Regions from separate parts of the Zea mays genome. Here region 1 is linked to region 2. A link is a contact called in public Hi-C data. All regions are on one chromosome and are shown on one strand. Each heading gives the region's core, a stretch centred on a gene start, on an enhancer-like site or on the middle of the called end of the contact. The rest is flanking DNA. Distances are from core to core; before and after follow the strand shown.

What was found. Hi-C and Micro-C count contacts between places; a contact is called where the count stands out from the background.
Region 1: a Hi-C map of tassel shows a contact between it and region 2, with 2.3 times the contacts expected there. The contact joins the promoter of LOC103633113 here to the promoter of LOC100280079 in region 2. A contact is called at or near these places in 2 of 25 Hi-C or Micro-C datasets (ear and tassel).

What each region holds. Positions count from the first base shown.
Region 1 is chr7:150,735,896-150,739,131 of Zm-B73-REFERENCE-NAM-5.0, reverse strand. It overlaps LOC103633113 (protein argonaute 18), which reads left to right and starts at 1,578. Exons shown (of 21, transcript XM_020541121.2): 1 at 1,578-1,859; 2 at 1,939-2,288; 3 at 2,358-2,485; 4 at 2,601-2,713; 5 at 2,802-2,905; 6 at 3,025-3,160. The coding sequence starts at 1,731. LOC100279317 reads left to right here. Exons shown (of 6, transcript NM_001152338.2): 6 at 1-99.
Region 2 is chr7:150,456,908-150,460,160 of Zm-B73-REFERENCE-NAM-5.0, reverse strand. LOC100280079 (Folate synthesis bifunctional protein) reads right to left here and starts at 1,783. Exons shown (of 3, transcript NM_001153018.1): 1 at 1,331-1,783; 2 at 610-756; 3 at 1-514. The coding sequence starts at 670.

The sequences.
Region 1 (3,236 bases), core at 329-2,828, 280 kb before region 2:
ATGCCTTTAACACCTCGCCATAGGTTAGAATGATCTTGGATCAGCAATGTACTGCCAAACCACTTGATCAGGTTTACGATAAAGGTCACCGAGTTGTTTAGTTGTCCGGTTAGCTTTGCCTGGCAGGTAAAAATCTTAGGCTGTTGTTTTGATCGCCCAATAATCTGGATATCTATTTGCCAAGATTAGTTGTATATGTCGGGCTTCAAATCAATGAAATAGGTGCGTCCCATGCACAAAGGGGTAGGGGAGACCAACCACATATGTCATCGGATTACGAACTAGATGAACTGAGTGTTGATATCCTACCAAAAATTTAAGAATAACAATTATATCTAGGAGACTAGGATTGTACAAACGAAAACTACTGAACTGAGTGTTGTTTTGTTCAGGGGCGGTGAGTAGTGCCGGGAATATGGGCCATGAATTTTGGGCCAGCATGAGCACGGTCCGAAAATATGAGTCTAAATAACGGTCCGACACGGAATAATATGGATTGAGCTAGCACGACACGAAAGCGAACCTGAGCCAGGTCTCAAATTTTGGCTCGCCGGACCCAAGCACAACCCAATTAAGCCCATATGATTTAATTGTTTAATTTAACAAGTTATAGACTTTATATTGTTTGCTATTTAGACTTTACGTGGTTAAATGATGTTAGTATTGTTTAATATATTTAATTTAGTAAGATATGGATTTTACGTATGTGATCAAATATATGGGTCGGTTCGGACCAACGAAGGCACGATATAATTTAGGGTCGGGTTAGACCACTGTTTTTATACTTCAGAGTATCATGTTACGACTCAATTTTTTATAAGTTTTGTTGGTTCGAACTCGTTTGACATAAATCACGATGTACCCGACTCAATTCCAAGCAGTCATCGTGAGGGAGCGACCACATCCACCGCACCTTCTCTTTGCAGTTTGCACCGGAAAGATCTGGTGGGTCCCCACCTGATGACTTCCCACCCCGCCTATATATTGTCCCCTGCAGTGCAGGCACCAGCACCAGAGCGGCAGTATAGCTTGTAGTGCCAACCACGCGACGAAGGAAGTCGCGCAGACGGGGAGGCACCGGTCGGCTATTCCCTCTTCCCTTCCCTCCCTGCCGCGGCAGGCGCCATTTCGCATCTCGTCGCCGGCCATCCTTGAACACGCACAAGGTAAACAAATTGAAGTTTCGTTGCGCGCCTGACCAAAACGGCTCTATACAAGTCGGTCGCAGTTTCTTTCTCCCCTTCATCTTTAAGTTATCGCTATTCTTTCTTCTTCCTTCACATTTCTTGGATATCATCGTCAAAACGGTGAAATGTGACTTGTTTCCTCCGTTCCCTTCCTTTCTTTTCGTGCGACTGAGTTGTACTAGTAGCTGATCATGGGCGCTTGTTCTTCTTTCCCAGGGGGCGTGAGCAGCTGCCATGGCGAGCCATCAGCGCGGAGGAGGTCGGGATCAGGCGAACCCCAACGTCTTTCAGGGGAACCGGCGCAACGGCAACAAAAGCGGTGGCCGCGGCAGCGGACGAGGTGGGGGCCGAGGTGGCCAAGGCGGGGGCCGAGGTGGCTACGCCTACGGCTACCAGGGAGGCAGCGACTACGGCCGCGGGCGCGGGCACGGCGGCCCGCAAACGCCAGGACCTGATGATGTGCGCCAAGCAGAAGCAGGTCCGTCTCTCGCGGAGCGCAACGCGGCGGCCGCCGCAGCCGCGCTGAGGGAGAAGTTCAAGACGATGGACATTGTCCGCGACGAGCCCATGTTTCCAGCGCGCCCGGGCTTGGGCGCCGTGGGGACGCCGTGCGGCGTTAGGGCCAACCACTTCTTCGTCGGCCTCGTCGACAAGGGCCTGCACCAATACGACGTAAGACCGCTCGCCACTCCGCGTTCTTGGTGTTCATCTGATGACCACCGTTGCCCACCATTACTATGTGCTTATGCAGGTGACCATCTCACCAGATACAACGCCAAAGGGCATGTACAGGGAAATCATGTCGAAGCTGGTTTCCGAGAACCGGCAGACCGAGCTTGGTGGCCGCCTCCCCGCATACGACGGCCGGAAGCTACTGTTCTCCGCTGGCGAGCTGCCGTTCGAGACCATGGAATTCGTGGTCACCTTGTCTGGCAGGACGGAAAGGATGTACAAGGTGGTGATCAAGCATACCACGGGGATCAGCCTGCAGCAGCTGTTCATGCTCCTGGCGGGCTACCCTTCGGACATCCCGGCACAGGCGCTGCAGGTGCTTGACATTGTGCTGCGTGACATTATCCTCAACGAACGCAACTCCATGGAGTGAGTACTTGGCTTGCACCTCGATTTAAGATGACACCATTTTCATCTTGTTATTTTGACAATGCACAGGTACGTTGCAGTTGGCCGGTCCTTCTTCTCACCCCGAGGACCCAGGGATATTGGCATGGGTGTGGAGGGATGGACGGGTTTCTATCAGAGCATCAGGCCGACACAAAATGGCTTGTCTGTGATCATAGGTAGTTTTACGTGTGGGATGCTTATATGGTAGAAACTGTGCAATTTGATTTCGTATTCCAGTTCAAATTTCTGTGTGTTTTAAGATGTCCGATGGCCACATATTTTCCATTGCAGACATTTCTTCAACAGCTTTCATTCGACCCCTGCCACTGATTGATTATGTGATGTTGATTCTGGGCAAAGATCGCAGGACCTTTACAAGTATTACTCCCATGGATCTTGTCCTGGTAGGTATTCTTTCCCCCATTTCTAAGGCACAAAGAGCATTGTGCATAATTGAACTTGTGATGGATGTGGCCCTTTCTGAATTTGCAGCTCAATAAAGCCCTCAAGGGACTGAGGATTGAAGTCACCCACCGAGGAGCCGCACGCCCGAAGTACCGGATTGCCAGCCTGAAAAATAGTCCTTCTTTACAGTTGTAGGACCTCTCTTTTTTCCTACGTTGAAGAGAACATCCTAGAGTCCCTAGTTCAGAAATGTGGGGATCAAGTTCTTGCTGTTAGCATTTACTTCGATATGTTTTCTTGAAATCAACAGCTTTCAATCGTCCGCTGGAGTTGAGAAGTCCGTAGCAGATTACTTCAGAGAGACATACCAGCTGGAAATGGACTATGATTTTCTCCCATGCCTCCAAGTTGGCAATGATCAGAGGCCAAACTACCTCCCTATGGAGGTTGCCAACTATGAACTTAATTGAACTGTGGCCCTATGCATGGAGGTATGTTGTCTGCTCTTGTTTCTTAATTTCC
Region 2 (3,253 bases), core at 534-3,033:
TCACTAGATGCACCTAGAAGGTCAACAAGAGGTGCTAAAACAAATGACCTCTCATGGATGCGCTCATGTGGCACAATTAGAGTCTCACTATGGATCTGGGAGTTACCATAAAGAAGTATGTCTAGATCGATAGGTCTTGGGCCGTACCTTATTCCGCCAGTGCGGCCAATATCCTTCTCAATTTCCTTTAGCAGTTTAAGAAGCTCATGTGGCCTGAGCCTAGTTGTGCCCCGAATGGCAGAGTTAAGAAACCGCGGCTGATCAGTCAAATAAGCAGGGGCGGTCTCATAGAGACAGGCATGCCTAGTGATGTTCACGTCTGAGCTTTTCATCAGCTGCAATGCCCTGTTGAATGTACTGACTCTATCGCCTACATTGCTTCCCATAGCAATCACAATCTCTTGGTCAACTGAACGGCTCTCAAGTGAGCAATGAGTAAAGAAACGGGTCTTGAATGGAACAACATGTCTGGAAGCTCTGTTCAAGGATCTTGGAGGATGAGTAAGATCAGACACTGTCAAAAAAATAGGAAGGGGTGAGTTAGACATTAGAGGCTTAGTTGTTTTTAATTGCATGTTAGTGGATTTAAATTGAAAGCTAGAATTGTACCAAAGTAGTTCTTAGCAACTGAATGCATCTTCCTAACTGAATCCTTAGCATGCAGGAGCATGGTTGAGCGTATGAGAAATAAGAAAGCAACCGCTTGATACCAATTGTAGTCTTAGAATCTTTCACATGAGCTTTAATCCTTCACATCTGGTAACAGGCAAAACACAGACAAATGTGAGGCTGAACAAGCATAACCAAAAGCTAAAACTTGGTTACCAAAGTTCCAATCATGCACCCAAAAGAGAGTCTGACAGATGAAAAAAATCTGCAGCAATGGAGACATATAGCTTTGAAGTTTGATGTTGGAACAAGCAAGAGGTTTTTTTTCCCTAATGATAGCTGATGAGATATACCAGAAGAAATTAATGAACGAAAATACAGAAGTTCTCTAGCAAACCTCCCCAAACAAAAAGGTGCTACAAGCTTATGCAAGACAGCAAGAGAGCTTGTCAGCTCAAGTGTTTTGCTGTGGGATCCTTTTGCTGCTTGAAACTGCTGGGGAAACATGAAATTGGTCCACTGCCATTGTGACTAACTATCAGTCCAACGAGGCAATACAAGTGATCAAATAGCTCTCTCGCAAATCAGGAAGCTCTTCCTAGCGGCGGAGGACGCGCCAAAATCAAGGTGTTGCTAACGTAGTGACGAAAGAAAAAAAAAATCACAACACAGTCTAAAATAATTCATAGCTACAAACTAAGCGATGAATATAGAAAAGTACCTTATTCAAAAGCATGCTTATCTGAAGCGCCGCCTTAGCGTCGCTTAGGCGCTAAGGCGCCTGTGGAACCTGAGGCATCTAACGCGCCTTGCCATGGAGCGTAAAGCGCCCGCTGCGGCGCAGGGCGTCCGCGAGGCGTCGACGGGGCTTCGTTGAGCCGTCGTCGGGGCGATGCCTTGGGGAGTTAGAGCGGCGGCATTGGCTGGGAAACAGAGGAGAGCTGGAGCAGTGACGGCGGCGCGTAGGGCACCCGTAGCGGTGGCGTGTAGGGCCACGCAGCGGCGGCGTGCAGGGTGCCCGCAGTGGCGGCACGCAGGGGAGAGGGAGAGAGAAGAGCTGCGGCTCGGAGGAGAGAGGAGAGCGGTGTGGAGAGCGACGGCGACGGCTGAGAGGAGAGTAGGAGACTAGGAGAGCGGCTGAAAGCCTAGGAGAGAGAGGAGAGGCAGCTGGTTAGGTTAATCTTAGCGTGTTGGGGACTTGGGCGGTACGTGGGCTTTTTTGTTTTTCTTTTTTTTTTCCTGTTTCCCTCTTGTGCTAGGCTAAAATGGATCCATTTAGTGCGCCTACGGATGATTCACTTTTGGCTGCCACGAATGCGTCACTAGGTAGGAGGAGTGGACGACCATCCGCCACCTCCATGTCACATCACTGATGACTCCTTCATGGGACGTGTGTGCAGCAGATGCAGAATCACAAACATGCGATAGCAACAACTCTGATATATATCAAGGAATCTGCTTATTGCTTCTACGAAATTGGAACGGGTTGTGCTCTCACCTTTGTGGAAGGACCTGCCCAGAGCCGCCTAGTCGTGGGCGGACGCGGGTTGGCGGAGGCCGGAGGCGGACGGGGGCACAGTGCGACGGCCGACGGAGGACAGAGGCGCTCGAGGGAGGCGCCGGGCGCGCGGACTGGGACTGGGAGGCTCGGTGGCGGCTTGGTGGATGGCGAGCGGTAGGTTAGGGATTAGTTTTTTTTTTCCACTGATGATATTTTTTGGGCTGGGCCAAGTATTGCTTTGAGCCTTCCACCCAATGGCCCAAGATTAGCTAGTACTTCTAGAGTCCTAGACAAAGAAAAAAATAATTGTCACAGATTGTATACACATGCTGCCTACGAAGTCCGTCGTTCATTCTAAATTCCTGATTAAAATTTTGTGTGACACATTGTAAGAGCATCTCCAACAGATTTCAATAACTTTAATCTTGAACCTTAATTTAGAGAAAAAAACAATCATCCAACGGAGCTCTATTGACGCTTCCTATTCTTCTACATGTGCCAAAAAAAAAAACAATCAAAGCTCGGCTGGGTTCGACTGACTGTTTGAGTGAGCAAAAAAGTAGGCTCGGCTAAGACTCATTCAGGTTCACGAGCCTCTCCGAGTCGAGCCGACTCACAAGTCTCGAACTTTTTTTCTAGGCTGGCAAAAAAGATAAATAGGCACTATTGACGTATAAGGCTTAGAAGGTAGACTGCTCATCCGATTGTCCTGTTGCCACGATCTTGGCCCCCCGATCGCCGACATAGAGAGATGGACTGTTATCTATGTGGGCAGCGAGATAGTGCAAGGGAGGTCGGCCGGTCGGGCTGAGGGTTCGTACCTCGACGACCTTGAGCCAGAAGGAAAAACATGGACAACTGTGCTAAGCCTGCTGAGTGAGCACTTGGACAACCATTTACAATTCATGTAGGCAGTATCTCTGATCCTTATCCTAAGAAAAATATCTACTCCTTTCCATCTGTTCTTCATTGCCAAAACCACCAAAGGTGCCCAGAACCAATACTTCATCTCATAGCGCATACGAAACACTCCTGCATTAAATTAGGATGCTTGTATTAGAGTTCTAAGCATGAAAACAAGAAATATAGCAATAACTGAGGTGTGCTTGGAACTTACTTAGCTGTCTTATTTATATATATTTG